Regions from separate parts of the Mus musculus genome. Here region 2 is linked to region 1. Evidence: chromatin contacts called from public HiChIP or PLAC-seq data. All regions are on one chromosome and are shown on one strand. The core of a region is the stretch at or near the end of the contact, and the rest is flanking DNA. Distances in the headings are between cores, read along the strand shown. Region 1 has its middle 63 kb from the start of Gm19585. Region 2 has its middle 150 kb from the start of Gm27217.

Evidence for each region. HiChIP or PLAC-seq counts read pairs in DNA pulled down with a chosen protein or histone mark.
Region 2: a contact with region 1 is called in an H3K27ac HiChIP or PLAC-seq map of double positive thymocytes, with 3 times the contacts expected there. The contact joins two enhancer-like sites. A contact is called at or near these places in 1 of 39 promoter capture datasets (HPC-7-derived erythroid cells), 3 of 484 Hi-C or Micro-C datasets (cortical neurons, double positive thymocytes and nephron progenitors) and 4 of 115 datasets of contacts at active chromatin or transcription factors (T-cell acute lymphoblastic leukemia, double positive thymocytes, large pre-B cells and 1 more).

The regions. Positions count from the first base shown.
Region 1 is chr17:52,209,314-52,214,502 of GRCm38.p6, reverse strand. No RefSeq gene overlaps it. Among named protein-coding and RNA genes, the nearest start is that of Gm19585, 63 kb to the right of the region's middle. Within about 2 kb of position 1,357, at least 12 of the 459 cell types and tissues checked have an H3K27ac peak or open chromatin away from gene starts, as enhancers often do. A contact at or near this core is called in double positive thymocytes, where this site is marked.
Region 2 is chr17:52,453,734-52,459,440 of GRCm38.p6, reverse strand. No RefSeq gene overlaps it. Among named protein-coding and RNA genes, the nearest start is that of Gm27217, 150 kb to the left of the region's middle. Within about 2 kb of position 3,595, at least 13 of the 459 cell types and tissues checked have an H3K27ac peak or open chromatin away from gene starts, as enhancers often do. A contact at or near this core is called in double positive thymocytes, where this site is marked.

The sequences.
Region 1 (5,189 bases), core at 108-2,607:
AGTCAATGAGAGTTTGCTGTTGTGAAGGGACTCAATTGAAGATAATCCATAAAAAATCAATTACATTATTATTTCTTAATTAGAGCACTTGACAATATAGCTTTCCTCAGCAAAGCCATCAGTAAATAAGCACATAAATACACATAAATAAACGCTGCTTCTGTCCCGCAGAGCTTCTCGATAAGTTCACAGTGACCTTTATCACCAAACATTTGCCAGACAAGAATGTCTGCATATTTAAGAAAATTCCCAAGCTGTTTTCCCCTATCAGACAGAAAAATGAGTCCATCACAAGTGTCTATAATAATAGCAATATTATGTTGCTGGATGATTAAAAGATCACTTAATACTTATGTACTTCTCTCCAGTTTATGAAGCGGGTTCCTCTTTGAAGCAATGGTGAGTCCAACATTCCGCTGAAATAAGTTAGATATGCTTGTCTACCAGCAACCAGTGAGGTTGGAGCACATGACATGAGACCATTTTAGCAACCTCCTCCATTCATTCTTATCCCATTTCAAATGCATTTCTTCTTGCCCTCCAGGTGATGGGTCCTTTTGTAACCTTAAGAAAGTCCTTTTGACTCAGTATTGGTCTGTATTCATCCAATTACTATTTATTAAATGTCTGTATATGTGGTGGACTCTATAGGAATGAATTGCTGATGTGCAGTTTACATTCTAATAGATAGAAAATCATAACACAATAAGCCTCAGTGCTCTACAGCCTCTGGATACATTGAATAGAATGTCCTACTCGTTCTTATGAAAGAGACGAAAGCTTTTAACATGAATTGCTAGCTAAGCTGAAACTGGAGTAACAAATGGGACTATACAAGACCAAGACAGAGGAAAATACTGTGTGTGAAGGCCTGGAAGTAAGAGATACTGTGGGTGGGGGGGGATTAAATGGATGAAGAAGGGTAGAAAAAAGGGAGGAGGGAGAGATAGAGAGTGGGGAAATAAAATAAATTTTAAAAAGCCATTGGAGGAAATGCATTCTAGTCAAACTAAAATAGATGTAAGTTCTGGGAGGGGAAGAAAGGAGGAACAGAAAATATTACCCAAGGCTAGGAAAGCATGAGCCAGAACAGCGGGCTCAGAACTGGGCTAAGGAAAACAGAGGCATGAAAAGATTTTGTTCTCAGAGTAAACTCCATTTCAGCTCTGCCATAGGGTAAGCCGTTTCCCACACAACAGTGTTCTGTCTAAACTAGGGATCTCCATTCTTCATCTTTACCCATCTTAAGATACCAGTGGCTCCCTGTCTTAGCTGTAGTAGCACCCCAGCTCCTCACCACAGAGTCTCTGTGACCTTTCTCTGTTCTCAGCTCAGAGTGTTCCACCTTGTTTGTTTTGCACACTTTTATCAAGTAGTTGTTGTCCACAGGTGTGCTGAATTTCTTCCTGCTTCAGGAAGTGTGAGCTTGATGCCCTCGCCTTTTGAAAAGCCCTTTCTGAGGTCTTAACACAGCAGACTTAGCACAACTGTCAACCAGCACATCTTCTCAGAGAGATCTGCTACCAGTCTTCTTCAAGACTTTCTAAAGATCAGCCTGTTCTTTTCTGGAATGCTGTTCCATCATATTTTCTTCAAAGCTGTATTATTTTGAGAGACAGGGAAAGCTCGCCGACACCTAGGTTGCTGTGCAGAGTGCCCACAAATGACAGAATTGCTTTTCTCCCTCATGACAGTCCAACTCGTGTGTTCCAGACTGAAGGTGCTTCTGTGCAATACTGCCACCTCTCCCTAAAGATTGTCTCCAGGACCTGTCAGGAATAAAGACACTTGGCTTAGAAGTGGCTCAAGACAATTTTGTTTACTTTACATTCTATTGGGTATATCATTCCCATGATCAGGCACCCAACTGTACGGCTTTGGGGTATTTCTCTGTAGAGACACTTCTCAGCCACAGTGGCACTGTGCAAGGCAAGCCTGGCATTGTTGAGTGGATAGTCACCTCTGACACAAAAGGGTAGTCATAGCTAAATGAATTCTAACTATTTTTCAATCCACTTATATAAATGTATAAATGCCAGAAGTAATGGTATTTTGATTTCCCTGTCAGAAGTTGAGCTCAGCTTGATAACACCAAAAAGGTTTTCTATTATGGTCAACACTATGCATGGCCACATGTCTTAGAGTACGTAGGTTCTGGAAGAGTAGATAATATTTATTGTAGAAAAATGTTTATAAAAATGCTGGAATTATGCTTGGTTTAGATAAGCCAGAGACATGGCTGTCTTATGATGAAGAGGATATGTAAGTTTTAGAATAGGGTTTCTCAAAGTGCTCTCAGCCCTGACATTTCATGTGCCTCCTTTTCTTTTTGCAGTGTGAGGAAGTAAGGACATGATCCTGGCAGGGGAGGGGGTGGTGAGTGGATAGTGGGCACTAGAGGAGCCTTCTGTTAAATTCCTTACCCAGAGGAACTTTGCATTAAGTGGTTTACTCTCCCATAATTTGGCTTAAGCTGACCACTCCTTGCCTTCAATCTCTCTCTGTGTCTCTCTCTGTGTCTCTCTCTCTCTCTGTCTCTCTCTCTGTCTCTCTGTCTCTCTGTCTCTCTGTCTCTTTCTGTGTCTCTCTCTGTGTCTCTGTCTCTGTCTCTGTCTCTCTCTCTCTCTCTCTCTCTCTCTCTCTCTCTCTCTCATCACATTGTCATGCTATATTACTCAGGCTGGACTCAAACTCACAAACTCAGCCTCCTGGGTGCTGAGATGCATGGGTGTAACACCATGTCCAACTATAGCATATTTCCAAGCTTGGGTTGGTCTTTGTGAATCAGCTGATGTTAGTAGGCAAGTGATCAGTTCTACAGAGCTCTTGTTCTGGCTCTCCTGGGTCAGGCAAACCAGCAGGACATAACAAGGAAGGCCTTTCTGCTATTCATCAAAAGGCACTTCTTAATTGGTCTGGTGATCAAACTGAGATCCTCAACTTAGCAACAGTTCTGCTATCTGATGGATTGATGGATTAGTATCTAGGAAGGGATCAACAAATAGTCACTGATTAACTTTGGATTTCAAATATCAATGATAATTCAAACATTTAAATAGTTAAAATAAATAAATAAATAAAATGAAAGCTCTAGCCCAGGTAGTTGCTGAGTGTGTGGACAGTTCAGCAAACTGCCATTTCTTCAAAATGCATGTGTGGTCCAGGGTGTTGGTGCTCTGCAGCATGAATCAAGCAAAGGAAACTGACCAAACCCTTTACCAAGACCCATCTGTGCTTGAGTCTTTGGGTGAAAGTACCCTTGTGGACTACCTCCTCCCTCTTTAACCAAATAGTAGTTTAATAATTTCTTGAGACTATTAGACTGTGTAGTTTTTGGTCGTATTTATTCTAAACTCCTCCACCTATGTCCCTCCAGATCCATCTCCACTTCTCCACTCCCTCCCAACTTCCTGTCCTCTCTTATTTATTTGCTTCAACCCAGGAAGTCCAATATGTACTGCCCACATGCATACCGGAATAGGATCACTCACTGGGACATGCTTGACCTATCAGTGGCCACACCTAAAGAAAACACACTCTCCTTCTGCCAAAAGCCATCAACTATCAATAGTGCCTCTGTTAGGGATGGGGGCTTAGGAGCCACTCCATGCTTTACTGCTAGCGTGTTGAGTGACTTGATCTGTGCGGGTCTCGTGCAGGCAACCACAGCTCCTGTGAGCCTATGAGAGCAGTCGTCCCGCCATGTCCAGAGACAGTATTTTGTTCCAGTTCTCCAAAATCTCCCAGATTCCTTTGCACATTTTATTTTGAGAAAGAATAAGTTGCCCAGATGGCTCTGAATTCAGACTGTAGCTGAGATTGGCACGAGGTTTGTGATCCTCCTGCCTAGGCTTTCTGTAGTTAGGATTACAAGCCTGTACTACCAGACCCAGTCTTAGAGCCTGGATTTGGGGGAGAGAGGAAAGCTTTTGTTGTACTGGACACTTCCTTAAGTAAATCAATCCTAGGAAGAAAATTGGGATGAATTTGCTTTCCTACCATAAAGGAAGCTTTCCCAATCCAAAGCCTCTCTTTACTTCATGCAGCATAAATCCACATGTTAAATAATAATACAGGTCACTTTCTTTGAAATAGTAGGTACTGTGGAGGCTGTAAATGTCACTCGATAGTGGAGTGTACATTTAGCATGTGTGAAGACTTAGTTCAATCCCTGATACCAAATGAAAACAATAGTAATGGTGAAAGCCTTTTTAGAAAGAATGAGTAAGAAAAGACAGTATAGCACAGGCCAGTGGCCTTCAAACTTTACCTTGTAACAGAATCACATAGTGTGTTATATGTATGCTGTATGTATATATACAGCTGTGGGTCCAACCCATATTACCTGTTTCAACAAGCTTAGATGGGAAGCATAGGGCTTGAAGATCTACATTGATAACAGATGATGTGACTACTGTTTCTGATGATGATGAAGATGATGAAGATAAGGACGAAAACAACAATGGTGGAAGATGGCCACCAGGATTTGGGGTCCGCCATTGTCACCAGTCTGCTGGTGTTGTACTGTTACTTCTACATCTGCCAACCAGCCTTTATAAGAATAATAAGCTGAATTATGCACTTGTTGAGAACATAAAGCCAAGGGTCACTCATGAAGCCTATAGGACAGTTGTCAGTGAAGAAGAGGCATGCAAAAGACACAGCCATGACCAAGGGAATTCCCTACTAGCAAATCCTACATGCATGTACAATCTTATACTGTTTCCCTCCATGGGGTTCTACAACATTGCTTCTTTAGTTTCTCCTTCCCACTTGCATTATGTGGTTGAAATGCATACAGTGCTAAGTTCAGCAGCTAGCCAGCCCTCGTTGACTATCGCTTTTTAAGAACAACCAAGCCCATATAATTGTCATTGATCATCTTTGTAAGGAAGTTACCCAATTTGCCACGTCTACCCTTTAGTATATTTTCTTATTATGTTAAGGACTTCACAGGTCATTTGTTTTCTAAAAGGGACATAAAAGGAAAGGATTTCAAAAATAATTGAATAGACTCAATGTTCCGCTGTTATTACCTGAGAAATGAAGGGTTGTCAGGGGAAAATGTTAACATTACCAACAAATGTTCACGTCGTAGAAGTGACTCTCAGAATTCTTATGAAGCAGAGAACATTTTATTTTTGCTGACAGGACCACCAAGTCTTTTTCGAATGTGATCACGCTTACTC
Region 2 (5,707 bases), core at 2,346-4,845, 240 kb before region 1:
AGGAGCTGCTGCTTCTGATTTCTCCATGAGAAATGATTACCGCTTGTTTCAAAACACCCATGCTGTGTTGAATCCTGCACAGAAAACATTTTGATCTCGACACTTTCCTTCTCATAACTGAAGCACACACTTTAAGATGAGTATTTTATATTCTTAGCTCCAATTAACCTGAAGTGTTTCTCTTTCCGATGTCTCCCCCCCCCAACCCCCACCCAGTTGACTAAGTCTGTCTTTCTACCCCTTTGTAATAGATTCCTCCGCAGGAGGGGATGCATGTTATAATTTGCTACAATTAATAGGAGTGGAAAGGGCATGTTATAGATAAACTGCTTTACCTTCTGCCTGCTGTGTTTTCTACTTTTCATTCCTTTTCCTCCACCTGCAATGACTGGTTATCTGAAAGAAGGGACATGGGTAAGAGAAAATAAAGCAACCATTAGTCTCTCCTGTTTCACCCCTTCGTAGCCCCACCCATCCGTCCATATGTGGCTTTCTCATTCATTCCAGTAATAATACCAATTACTATGCAGGCAGGCCATTCTTATTCACATTTGCAGCTCGCTGTGGACATTTATGCTTCACTCTGAGCAACACTCACATCTTCAACAACATCGATTATACAGCTGTTGTACAGTCGTTGTAAATGAAATATACAATGCCCGGTTCAGCTCTTGGAATCCTTTATAGCGGTGGGATGTGGGGCAGGAGAGCCCTTCCTTGCTCTGTTTCTCTCTGGTGCTGGCTTCCTTTTCTAACACCTGACACTTGCAGGTAAAGAGGCTAAGCAAGGAGGACAAGATAGCCCAGATCAGAGCAGTTCTCTTCTCTTCTCACAGAGGAAACATTGGAATGTAGGCTTGGTGGGCGAATGGGTCTGTGAGATCTCAGCACCATGGGGAATTTCTAGAACCTTGTCTCTGCCTTTCCCCTCTTCCCTGACTCTCTCTCTCTCTCTCTCTCTCTCTCTCTCTCTCTCTCTCTCTCTCTCTCCTCTCTTTTTCCCTCTCTCCACATCAGGTTATATGTTTTGACTTAAATGAATGTGTTATGCATTGTATTTAATTTCTCCCATGATTTTTCTCACCTCAATATGCCTTCCCAGAGGGATTAAGGCCTTGAATCCTTCTGTCCCTGTTTTCTCTGGTTTGGTCTTCAAGCCCTCAAACTCAAATGAGCAGGATTGTCGTGCATGTGACTTTTCAAACTTACCTATTCACCCATGAGTGCCATATACCATCATTGGAAACCAGATTTTCCCATTCTCTAGACATAACAGTAAATATCTTAAGGAAGGCCCTAGAAAGGACACAGATAACACATCTGAGACTTGTAAAAATACTAGGTGGTTTTCTTTATATAACTTGGATTGTTCTCTTAGACTTTTTGTTGTTGTGGTTATTGTTATTTCAATTTGCAATGTTTTTTTTTTTCGTTGTTTCTTTTTTTGGGGGTTGTTTGTTTTGTTGTTGTTGTTTTTTGTTTTGCAAAGGCTCTATTCAATGCTATTTAATATGAATTCCTTTGTTCATATTTTAACATCTAGGGAACCAGAAACTATCTTACTATTCATGAAATTTTGAGAATCACTCTCAGCAAGATGAGTGACTGAACAACAGGAGCCTTTTGAATGACAATGGTCCTTAGCATTATGGCTAAGTGGGGAACAAATACCAGTCTTTCTGTTTGAAATTTCTCCAGTGGCATCTTCTGATATGCTCAGTACCTTATAATATGAAAGTACCAGCATGAGAATTCTTTTTGCAAGCCTGAAACTTAGAAGAGATGGGGGTCACTCATCAAAGAAATGAAACATCTCACACCCTGAACTGTGTGTTGGAAACAGCTGAAAAGCAACTGAGGTTTGTTTGTTTGTTTTTTTATATTATATCTTTATTTATTTTTATTGTATAAATGTTTTGTCTGCTTGTATGTTTGCTTACTATGTGTGTGCCTGTTCCATGTGGAGGTCAGAAGACACATCAGAATCCTTGGGACAGGAATTACATGCAGCTGTGATCTACTGTACAGGTACAAGCAACCAATTGAATCTGGGTCCTCTGTAAGAATAGTCAGTTCTTAACCTTTGAGCCATATCTCCAGCTCCCACCTCAGACATTATTTTAAAGATTTATTTGTGTGTGTGTGTGTGTGTGTGTGTGTGTGTGTGTGTGTGTCCAGGTACACATAAAGACCAGAAAGAAGTTGAATTTCCTAGAGCTGGAGTTACAGGCAGTTGTTCACCATAAGACATGTGCACTGAGAACTGAACTCCACCTCCTAACCACTGAGCTATATCCCCCCTCCTGCACTCATGTGTTTGTTTTGGTACATGTGTCTATGGGTGAGTATATGCACCTTTGAATGGGTATGGACCCATATGCCTCCATATATATGTGGAGGTCTGACAGTGAAGTCTTCCTTTACATTATTTATTGAGACAGGGATGAAAGGAAAAGTGTTAGCTTGGACCCCAAAGACCAAGTTCTCAGTATAAGGAAAATGTATTGTTCCAGAGGGACAGAAGGCAGGGATAAGGAGCAAGGACAGGAAGAGAGAAAGAGGGAGTGGAAAAGGGGACAAAGGAGAGGGGAGGAAAGGGGCAAGGGAGAAGGACAAAGGATTGCCTCTTGAGAGAGAGGAGACAGAGGTGGCACATAGGAAAGTGGCAGCTTATAAAGGGGAGACCTCGTGTTAGGACAAGGTGTTTAATTTTAATTGTGTATGTTAATTAGGTGAACCAAAGAGGGCTGATTGCCAGTCTTCAGTACTTTGATAGCTGGACCTTGGTAATCAGCCAGAGAAGGAGGGATTGGTACAACTAATGGGATAGACCTTGGGGGCTAGCTTCACATATGTAATCTAACAATTTTTAGCAAGGCAGAGAGAATTGGGCAAAAGGGTAAGTAAGGCCTGCCAGAGGCATGCTCGCCACACTCAAGCTGGCCAGAGTCCCTTCAAGGGCCTCTCAAATGAAAGGAGAGCTCACATGCAGGGCTGGTTTGGCTAGCCATCTTGCATGGGCATGCTCTTTGAGTATGTGAGTATAAAGACCTGGGATTACAGGCAGGCCTTTATACTCACATGAAACTTACATTCATTCTTGGGGTCTGAACTTTTATCCTCATATTGTGCAGCAAATCTTGTATCCACCGAATTATCTGCCTGGCCCCAACTCGTCATATTTTTAAGACACAATATGAGAAACACTGAAGAAACTAAAAGCAAATTATTTCACCTGTTTCCTTTCACCATTTCTCAGAGCAAGCAATGATACACACACACACACACACACACACACACACACACACACAAAGTAATTCTGAAAGCGAGCCCTCAGTAATGACAGGACGTCAGCTTGTAAGTGATTAGGAGGCACTCTGTCATAGATTAGTGAACAACTAGTTTTTCTTTCTCATAGCCTTTTCTGGTATCTTAGGTACTCTTTTGGTCTTAATAGACATCAGAGGAGATAAGTGTTCTCACTGACAGCTTAGAGACAAAGGACATGAAGATCCACCTCCCTAACCCCAGTCATTTGTCAAAGGATAAGTAACATATCTGAGTGGTGGTGCAGAAACCTCAACCCAGATACTTTTACCTCTGTAGTATATGCTTACTGTGAGCCAGTCTGGCCTGCAGAAAGAAATTACTAACCCTAGACATGTGTTATCTGTGGTTACATACATTTAAAATCGAGACTCTTTAGGTAAGATCTAGCCACAGTAGATCCCAGGCTCTTCTCCTAGAGCCTCTCTCTCTGAACCTGCGGAAGTGGGACTTTCCCTTCACAAGGCATGGCCAGGTATTTATCCCTGGCCTGATTCCTGCATGGGTGCTCACCTCTCAGGTTCCCATAGGATTTGGTGTCAGTCTGTGTGCTGTGTTTTCTGTGATGCTGTAGAACCCTGGGAACCCACCCTGAATACTCCATTTTTACCCATGCTCAGGAGTATGTCAGTCTCTGTCCCTAAGTCATAAAATAGATCTCTGGTATAGTCCTGATGTCAGGGTATGGGTTGATCAGAGAAGTACTTTCAACACCGAACACATGGAGCAGAAGCTTACCAGTGGGGGTTCTGTATAAAGCTGGGAAGCTGATGAAGAGTTCATGTAGGTCTATTGATTTTTTATGTAGTTCAGATCATGGCTTCAGCAAGATTTGTCTTTAAGGAAAAAAAAAAAGAAATCTGGTATGAATAGGAGCAGGTAAGAGTATATTGGAGCCCCTGGGTTGTACTGAGTTTGGCCTAATGATGCTTCTATTCTAATGTTAATTTGGGTCCCCCAAATTGCTTACATATGACAGTTCCAATATAAGACACTGAGGTACCCTGATCCCAGTTGATTCTGATTGGTAATAAAGCTGCTCACTGCCAATGGCTAGGCAGGGCAGACAGAGGCAGGATTAGAGTATTCCCAGGCTTGGGACAGGAATGAGGGGAGAAGAAGAGGAGATCTGCCATGCAGGGAGAGTGGAGGAGAGGGGAGACACTATGCCTGAGAATAGTGGAGGACAGAGATATAGCCAGTATGCGATAGAACCTAGAGAGCATGGTCCAGTTAGGCAGCCTTCTGGGTCCAGGGCAGCCAAGATAGAATATAGAGTTTAGTAGGTAATAGCTTGGGTGGATTAACCACAGAGAGGTTAGGCAGTGGCCCAGCTATTGAGCTGATTAAGGCATATCAAAATATAAAGGCTGTGTGTGTTTCTTTCATTTGGGAAGACAAACCATTGGGGTAGGTAGCAGGAACCTTCCCTCCACTGGGATTTTTAAAAATATTTAATACAACACTGGGTGTTTTTGAAGCTCACCTTGTTCAGTTTTGGGCCACAGGAAAAGCTTCTTATTACAAAGTTAGATGGGATCCTGGCTCACAGAAAGCTGAAGAAGGAGGCGTGGCTGGAGTAGGATGAGTGCCACCTGGATGCTTCCCTACACTGACCAACACACTAGCACACCCAAAACAGGAGGTCTTCATCGCCAAGGCCCAACAGCTGTCCTGAAAGAGCAACTATGATCGTTTCACTCTGCCCTCTATGCCAATATAAAACTTTATTTTGGTTGACAATATCATGGAGCCATGCATGGACATGAATTCTGGTAGACATATTTTGATTTAGTTAAACCATTATAACACAAAGGCACAGGAACCAAAATCAGGAAATGAAATGCAAACTCCACAGCTCTTGAGTATGCATCATCACCTTCTACCAGAAAGATTAGAACTGAGCAAACATTTTTGTTTGCTTTTTGATAAGACCTGGAGGAATCCAGGGCACCTGAGTCCCTGAGATGCCCGTACTCCATGCTTCCTATTTTCACATAATCAATCAGAAGCTTCATTGTGCAAGTTCAGCTTCCACCTTGACTATCATGGAGTATGAGAATCTTATCTTCCTGGCTCAGTCCCACCTTAGCTATTTATTTTAGTGCTCAAGTGTACTGCTTTATCTGAATTCCAGTTTCTCACCCGCTAAAAGTAGGATCAGAGATCCAGAAACTCTGGCATGACTTTTGCCATAGCTGTGCCAGTTGACGACATAGCCTTGGCCTCGAGGCCCCTGAGAAAATCACCTACTTGTCTAAGTCTTCTGCTGTTTGTAGCACTAGTCTTATGTATACTGTTTGTTGGCTCATGGAAATTGCACACCAATTCTGACATGCTTCTACACATTCTATAGGGCAGGTAAAAAGCAGAACCAGTA